Regions from separate parts of the Mus musculus genome. Here all the other regions are linked to region 2. Evidence: chromatin contacts called from public HiChIP or PLAC-seq and Micro-C data. All regions are on one chromosome and are shown on one strand. The core of a region is the stretch at or near the end of the contact, and the rest is flanking DNA. Distances in the headings are between cores, read along the strand shown. Region 1 holds the start of Exosc2 (exosome component 2). Region 2 overlaps Hmcn2 (hemicentin 2). Region 3 has its middle 16 kb from the start of Hmcn2.

Region 1 (2,700 bases), core at 161-2,660, 220 kb before region 2:
ACCCCAACCACACCGGCTATGTTGAACACATGCTGCAACTATGAAGGAATGAATCCTAAGATATCTGCCATCTAATACCTTAAACTTAAAGCTTAGAGGCAACACTATAAACACTATAATCTCATTTGTACCAAAAAAAAAGAAGAAAGAAAAAGAAAGAAAGAGGAAGAAAGAACAAACTAGGTGCAACGGACAAACGGCCACACCTTTGAGTTAAGAATTTGGGAGGCGGGCTGGTGAGATGGCTCAGCAGGTAAGAGCACCCGACTGCTCTTCCAAAGGTCCTGAGTTCAAATCCCAGCAACCACATGGTGGCTCACAACCATCCGTAATGAGATCTGACTCCCTCTTCTGGTATGTCTGAAGACAGCTACAGTGTACTTACATATAATAAATAAATAAATCTTAAAAAAAAAAAAAAAGAATTTGGGAGGCAGAAGCAGGTGGATCTCTTGAGTTCAAAATCAGAGCGGTCTACATAGTAAGTTCCAGGACAGTCAGTGCTACATAGTGAGATTGGAGGGTTGGGGGTGAGGGGGGGGGACGACGGGGGGGGGGGGACGGACAGACATCGGGAAGACTGGCTACCTAATGCAGATTTATCTTTGGTGGTAATACAATGGTGGATTTTGCTCTCCTGCCCCACTTTTCAGTTAATACTCACTAACCTACCAATTCCTGTTGTCACCACTGTCTTCCAGGTGAGGATACCGGCCTTAGCAAGGTGCTAAACTAAGGATAACAATGTCAGATGTCCGACTCCATAGACAGCCCTAACTGCCACATGTTGTGACTTTCCGTGCTAAATTTGTATTGTTGGGTACAATATGTTGCCTCAACCCCCGCTCCACCAAAATTACTGCTTCCAAGTCAGGCTTGTCGCTGAGGTAACACTGAAAGAGATGACCAACCCCACTGTCCATTCAGAGGGTTGTAAGAAGGGCCCTGCAACCAGCCCTCCCCAGTTCTCCCTCCCTAGGAAGGCTCAAGAATCTTGAGTTTCAGGATAAGGGTCCAAAAGTTCCGAACGCCATAGATCAAAAGAGGGAATCAGGAACTGACAAAGGTGCAGCCAAGATGCCGGGAGTCAGAAGCGTGAGGCTCGCAAAGGAGGGAACTAGTATGGATGCTCCGATGTGTCCCGGGTAACTCGGGGACTTAGATACAACGGGACAGGAGGCCTGGGTTCCGGGACAGCGGGCCACGTGCAGAGAGCTCTGCAGCCGCCTCCTGAGGCCTTGGGACCCCCAAATCCTCACGTACCGCATGAAGCCTGTGTCCGTGGTGATCGTGTCCCCCGGCACCACCAAGTGTTTCTTAGAGTCGCGGCCCAAGCTCTCACTGAGAGGTTTGCGAGCTTTAGGGAGCCTCATCTCCAACGCCATCTTGGCGCCAATGACTTGCGCAGGCGCAGCTCTACACCGCTCCTCAACTCCCGCCTTCCTTCAGAGAAGCGACCAATGGGAATGGATAGTGTGGCAGCCATGTTGAGTATTGGCAATATTAAGTTAACTCGTGGAAGTGAGGGCACCAAGCTGCCATGTTTACTATTGGCAAGAAAGCACCTGCGGAATGATGAATTCTCATGTCGTAAGGGAATATGACATTAGTTTGGTTTGGTGTTTGGATGTCAGTTTTGTGTTTGTTTTAGAGGAACGACCCCGTGTAGGGCTAGCCTCAAACTCTGTATAGTTGAGGATAACCTTGCTGAGGTCCAGATGTTCATGCCTCCACCTCCCAAATGCTGCGATTACGTGAGTTTGTGTAGGTTGTGGGTTTGGTGGTGGTGGTAGTGGTAGTGGTAGTGGTAGTGGTAGTGGTAGTGGTAGTGGTAGTGGTAGTGGTAGTGGTAGTGGTAGTGGTAGTGGTAGTGGTAGTGGTAGTGGTGTTTGATGCCCAAGAGGACAAAAGAGGATGTTGGAGTCCCTGTAACTGGAATTATAGAAGTTTGTGAGCCATTATGTGGGTGCTGGGAAACGAAACCAAGTCCTCTGGAAATGTGGCCAGTACTCTCAACCTCTGAACCACCTCTCCATTCCAGGTGTAGGATTTTTTAAAGACAGTGCCTCATGTCATCCAGGTTGGTCTCAAACTAGCTGTGTAACCCAGGGTATCCTTGAACTCCTCCTCCTCCACCTCCCAGGAGCTGGGATTACAGGTGTAAGCTGCCATACCAAACTGTATGAGTTTTTACCCAAACTGTTCCATTTCATCATTTTATTTATTGTTGGCAAGTCTAGAGATTGAGAAATGAACCTTGGCATCCAACTCAAAACCACTATAATCTAATATTTTGTAGACTATAGATTTAGGACCGGGATTTACAGGAAACACCATCTGAGGAGAAGCTAGAACCCTCTGAATACTGCTCCTCGTGGGCCTTGTCTTCTAGCCCCTTAGGTGCTGTCCTCACCTACTGCCCTATGGCTCTAATGTGCTTTAGTAAGGACCTCTTCTGAGTGATGACATGTGTCTGCTGAAAGATGACTGTTGTAAACAGTCATGTGACAAGCAAGTCTGTAGGGAGGCATAAATGTAACTTTTATTTTCCTGTTGTAATTGTTGACTGGGAGGTTTACTGTCTTTGTTTGCTAACCTAGGTCTAGTTCTGGAAGCTTCTAGACTCTGTACAGTCTTATCTAGGCCTAAAATGTTTTCAGCCTCTGAATTGCTGCTGAATAAGCTCCCCCTTTCTAGTTC
Region 2 (2,700 bases), core at 77-2,576:
TGCCTGAGCTTGGTCCCCAGAGCCCACATAGAAATGCCGGCCATAGTGGTATATGCTTGGGGTCCTGGTGCTGGCGAGGCAGAGACAGCAGAGGGAGAGGTGGAACCCTGGGGCTCATCAGCTAACCTGCTTAACCTGGGCTCAGTGAAAGATCCTCTCTCAAAAACAAGATGGACAGCTCCTGGGGAGCGACACAAGTTGTCATCTGGCCTCCTTATGCACCTGCACCCACATGCACCTGCACACACATACACCCAGACACACATCATGCACACAGATACAACCATACACACATCATGCACACAGGTGTACTCATATCCACATGCACCTGCACACACATACACATGCACCTACACACAATGCACATGCACACATATACACCTGCATACACATGTATGACATACATGCACCCACACATACATGCACCTACATACATGCACGTGCACACATGCATGCACACACATGTACCTGCACACATGCATGACCTACATGCATCCATCCATGCATGCACCTATATACATGCACACACATGCATCTGCACGCATGCACCTGCCCACATACACCTGCCAACATGCACCTGCCCACATGTATGTACAATGCACCTACCCACACACGCACCTGCACATACACGTGCACACATACACATAGAGCCAGGCAAGTCATGTCCCTAGATCACATCAAGTTGGCTTGTTTATAAAATGAGGAGGTGGGTCTACAGACACACAGAAGACCTGTTGGTCTAAAACTTGCCAAGAGCTATGATGGCAGAGGTTGCATGCTATAGGGACAGGGCGCCATGCCAAGAACTGAGTATTATCACCAGAGCATCCTCATTCCATCAGTGGCCCTGGCTCCAGCTGGTCTGCAGCTGCTCTGGCTGGAGTGGGCTGGCTGCCCAGAGGCTGCCAGGCACTCCAAGCAGCCGTTCTTTTGCACAAACTCAATGGATGACATCGGCCCACAGGGCCCCTGCTTCCTCTGCCTAATGAACCAGCTGACTCTTTTGGGCAGATGGCCTTCCAGGGGGCACAATACAGAGGGAGTCTGGCTCTCTGCTCACTAGCCCTCCAGGGAAATTAACAGCAAACTGCAGATGAACTATCAAAAAACAACCCGGAAAAACAAAAAAACAAAACACAGAACATTCCATGGCCAGATTCTTAAATGGTCAATCAAGACGGGTTAATGTCAGGTTCTAGGAAGTGCAGCCCTCATCTGGGGTCTGGTGATGCCCATCTGGAATGTTTCTCATCCATATTTGTTTCACAACAGGGCACAGGGAGGGAGCTGGCTCCTGCAGGGAGGGAGACAAGTCTGACCCAGATCCCTGGAGGCCACAGGCGCTCTGAGCCCTTGAATGGCAGGCCACTTTTTAGACATTAGGAGTCTCAGCCTCTTGTTGCCCATCCCTGAAAAAAAACAGCCAGGCCTAGGACACACTCTTACACTGATGAGGCAGAAAGAATAAAACAGCAGGGAGGAGGGACAGGTCTGTAGTCAGGGCAGGAGATTCAGTGCTTACCTAGCTGGTTGTCCTGGTCCCCAGGACTGCCAAGCCAAGGCCAACCAAACAAATGAAAAACAACATGAAACAGGGGCTGGAGAGATGGCAGTAAAGTACGTGATGTGCAAGCAGGAAGACCTCTTCTAGGGTGAGCTCACATAAAAGCTGTGTGCCTGTGACTCTAATGCTGGGGAGAAAGGGCTGCAAGAGAGGCAGACCCTGGGGCCAGCTGGCCAGACAGCCTAAGAGACTGGTGAGTGCTGGGTTAGTGAGAGATTCTGGCTCAAACAGAAAGTAAGGACGGAGGCTGGAGAGATGGCTAAGTAGTTAGGAGAATGCACGTACTGCTCTTGCAGAGGACCCAGGTTCAGTGTCCAGCATCTGTACCAGGTAGTTCACAATCATCTGTAACTCAAGTTTCAAGGAAACCAACACCCTTTTCTGGCTTCTGTGGGCACTTGCATGCACACAGTGCACATAAATTCACACAGGCACACATACATACACATACATAAAAAAAAAATAAATCTCCTTATAAGGTTGGGGAGCAATAGAGTAAGACACTCAGTGTCAACTCTGTTTCTTCACCTGCGCACACACACACCACACACACATGCACACACACTCACACACACACACACACCATACACACACACTCACACACAAAATCACATACATATTCACATACATACTCTCTCTCACACACACATACACTCACACACTCTCACATAGTCAAACACATACACAGTCACCCCCTCATTCACACACAACACATTCACACACACACACACACACACTCACACACACGCACACACTCACACTCACACACTCACACACAAAATCACATACACATTCACATACATACTCTCTCTCACACACACATACACTCACACACTCTCACATAGTCAAACACATACACAGTCACCCCCTCATTCACACACAACACATTCACACACACACACACACACACACTCACACACACGCACACACTCACACTCACACACTCACACACAAAATCACATACACATTCACATACATACTCTCTCTCACACACACATACACTCACACACTCTCACATAGTCAAACACATACACAGTCACCCCCTCATTCACACACAACACATTCACATACACACACACACACACACACACACACATGCACAAAACCAAGAGAGAGGGAGAGAGAGAGAGAGAGAG
Region 3 (2,700 bases), core at 58-2,557, 150 kb after region 2:
GCTGTCGACCCTCTTAAGAGCAAAGGCAGCTTTGTCTATAAAATGTGAGTGTAATACCAGTCACAGCCTCTAGAGGGTGTTCCTGCAAGTATTAAATGAGCTAAAGCGGAGAATCCGGGTACAGAAAGGATCTAGGGTCAGCTGTGAGTATCAGAATGACCACTCATTCATCTGCTAAATGTTAAAATGGGGACTTACATAGAGGAGCCATTCCACCAGGCTTCCTGGGAAGCACAGAGAAGAGGAGCTGTGTGCAAGGAGTGCAAGCACCCAGAAGTGATCACTCGTCTCCCTACCTTCTCCACCTCTCCCGTTGGAAAATTGGGGGGTCCAGGGGCTAATCCAGGACCAGCTCTTTGTGGTGGTTTGAATAGGACCCCCCCCCCCCCCGCAAAGGCTCATATATTTGAACACTTGCTTATCAAGGAGTGCCGATACGTGACAGAGATTAGGAGGTCCACCCTGGTTGGAGGGAGTCTGTCACTGTGGATACAGCCTTGGGATTTCAGATGCAGAGCTCTCAGCTCCCTCTACAGCACCATGCCTGCCTGTGTGCCACCACGCTAATAGATAATAGACTAAGCCTCTGAAACTCTAAGCCAGCCCCAATAAAATGTTTTCTTTTATAGGAGTTGTGTGGTTAAGGTTTCCCTCAGCAATAGAGCACTAAGACCTCCTCTATCCCAGGATTGTTCCAGAAGTCACCACCACTCCCACTCTTCCTGATTTTCCAGAGGCAGGGGGGCGGGGGGAGGGAGTGGATTTCAGGACTCAGGAATGGTTTGACCCCTGAGATCTGCAGAAGTGAGTGGCTAGCCTGGGGTCTCACCAGGGGAAAGGACACAATTTCTGAGACAGAAGATGAAACAGACCATGAGCCCTGGTCCCTGACCGAAGGGTCCCTACAAAGTCCTTCCTGGACACCTCCTGGTAGACTCCAAGTGGATACCCTGGCCAGTCCACAGCCACTAGATCCTAAGTCTCTCGGCAAAGCAGAGATGTCCCCCACGGGATCCTTTGTCCTGGAAACATCCATCCTCTGGACTTTAAAGGAGGCAGAGGATACCCTGGGGAAGGAGGAGAAAGGGAGACGGGGAAGGGAGGAGACAAAACAATGACCTGAAACTTCGTCCCACGCAGGTACAGTTGTTGTTTGTTTGTTTGTCTGTTTGTTTTTATTTAATCGTCTTGGCAAAGGAGAATTTACATGCAAATACTTAGAAGAGACATCGGATCGTTAAATCCACCCAAAGGCACACACAATCTTTTGGAGATGATCTAAATCAGACTGGTGACAGAGACCCGAGACGGCGTAGTCAAGACACGCGTGCATTTCTCTTCCTAGACAAACTCAGTCTTGGGCTTGTGTGGCGACGGGGATGGGGACGAGATCCCAGAAACGCTCGTTTTGTTTTTTGTTTTTTTGGAGTCTGGCCCAACGGACTCAAAGAGGGTGAAGCAAGTTTCTTTGCTCTCACTCCATTGGTTAGAACTGAACCACATGGCCGCCCTTGCCCAAGGGAGGCTGGGAAATGTAGTCCTTTGCTCCACACCCCGCCCTGATGAAAGGAAGTGCAGGAGGCAACAACTTTCCAAGAGCTCAGTTTCCCAAACTCAGAGGATTTTGATGCTCTTTCTATGCCCACCACTATGGCCAGAAGATAGCCAAGAGGACAAGGTGGATGGATGTCAGGCAGGGTGGGAGAGGGCAGACCGGCTGCTGAGGAGGGCAGGGAGGCAGTGACCACTGCAGGGATCCTCCTTTGAATCTATACCACCATCCCCACCTCCCGCTCCTCTCTGCCCGGTCCTGTTCACCCCAAGTGGTGCCCTGGGTATTTTGTTATGGTTCGACTGTGAGGTGTCCCCTGCAAACCAGTACATTAAACACTGGTATTGGTCCCTGCCTAGTGGTTCTGTTTTGGAGTTTTGTAGAACTTTTGGCCTGTAGACAGCTTAGCTGGCAGACGTGCCCTGGACCTTAGAGATTACTAATCCCCTTCTGGTTTGGAGGTAGTTCTCTGCTCCCTGGTTTGAGTAAGCCTGAGGAGGACCTGCCTGCACTCCCACCACCATATCTTCCCAGCCATGGTAGACTAAAATCTCACCACGAGTGTAAATAAAAATTTCTCCACTATGATGTTTCTGCCCTGTATATTGGAGTGAGGAAGGGGGAGGTGGAAGACTCCCACTGGGAAGGAAACCAGCTGAGCTACCATAGAGAGCTCACTCCCCTGGGAGGAGGGAGAATTCCTAGGTGAAACCAGCACAGTAAGTCACCCACTAAGGTCAAGGCCTGCCTGTCCAGGGCGATGTGAGGCAGGATGGATGTGCCAGCCAGTGCTCTCAGCCCTCAGAGCCCCTAAGCTGTCCCTCCAGATCTGCCAGCAGGCAGCCTCCACAGCAAGCATACCCATGTGCCTGCCCGGCTTCCCTTGCACCCTGCACAGCTATGCCTGTTACATGGGGCTGGGGATTTGAACTCAGGTCCTCATGCGTTCAGAGGAGGCATCCCACTACTGATGCATCTCTCAGCCCCATCGATTTTCGACGCTTCCATGGATGCAATATGGTTGGGCTCTGTAAGTGGCCTCCAGCTTCCACCTAGGGACAGTTCCTGAGGACTGAGACCCTCCTCGGTAACAGGCTCTCTTGAACAGAGACCATCAGTCACAAGCTCTTACTAAATCCTGCTCCACA

What was found. A called contact is a pair of places that touch in the nucleus more often than the background predicts. HiChIP or PLAC-seq counts read pairs in DNA pulled down with a chosen protein or histone mark.
Region 1: a contact with region 2 is called in an H3K4me3 HiChIP or PLAC-seq map of embryonic forebrain, with 2.9 times the contacts expected there. The contact joins the promoter of Exosc2 here to the enhancer-like site in region 2. A contact is called at or near these places in 15 of 39 promoter capture datasets (the 3T3-L1 cell line, 3T3-L1-derived adipocytes, the C10 cell line and 11 more), 19 of 115 datasets of contacts at active chromatin or transcription factors (acute myeloid leukemia, bone marrow-derived macrophages, craniofacial prominence and 11 more) and 3 of 9 other capture datasets (adipose tissue, liver and pancreatic islet).
Region 3: a contact with region 2 is called in a Micro-C map of muscle stem cells, with 2.6 times the contacts expected there. The contact joins two enhancer-like sites. A contact is called at or near these places in 1 of 484 Hi-C or Micro-C datasets (muscle stem cells), 2 of 115 datasets of contacts at active chromatin or transcription factors (both in embryonic stem cells) and 2 of 9 other capture datasets (adipose tissue and embryonic stem cells).

What each region holds. Positions count from the first base shown.
Region 1 is chr2:31,669,425-31,672,124 of GRCm38.p6, reverse strand. Exosc2 (exosome component 2) reads right to left here and starts at 1,410. Exons shown (of 9, transcript NM_144886.3): 1 at 1,264-1,410. The coding sequence starts at 1,385.
Region 2 is chr2:31,447,862-31,450,561 of GRCm38.p6, reverse strand. The region is part of intron 86 of Hmcn2 (hemicentin 2); the gene reads right to left. Among named protein-coding and RNA genes, the nearest start is that of Ass1, 21 kb to the left of the region's middle. Within about 2 kb of position 1,326, at least 69 of the 459 cell types and tissues checked have an H3K27ac peak or open chromatin away from gene starts, as enhancers often do. A contact at or near this core is called in embryonic forebrain, forebrain and muscle stem cells, where this site is marked.
Region 3 is chr2:31,296,853-31,299,552 of GRCm38.p6, reverse strand. No RefSeq gene overlaps it. Among named protein-coding and RNA genes, the nearest start is that of Hmcn2, 16 kb to the left of the region's middle. Within about 2 kb of position 1,307, at least 129 of the 459 cell types and tissues checked have an H3K27ac peak or open chromatin away from gene starts, as enhancers often do. A contact at or near this core is called in muscle stem cells, where this site is marked.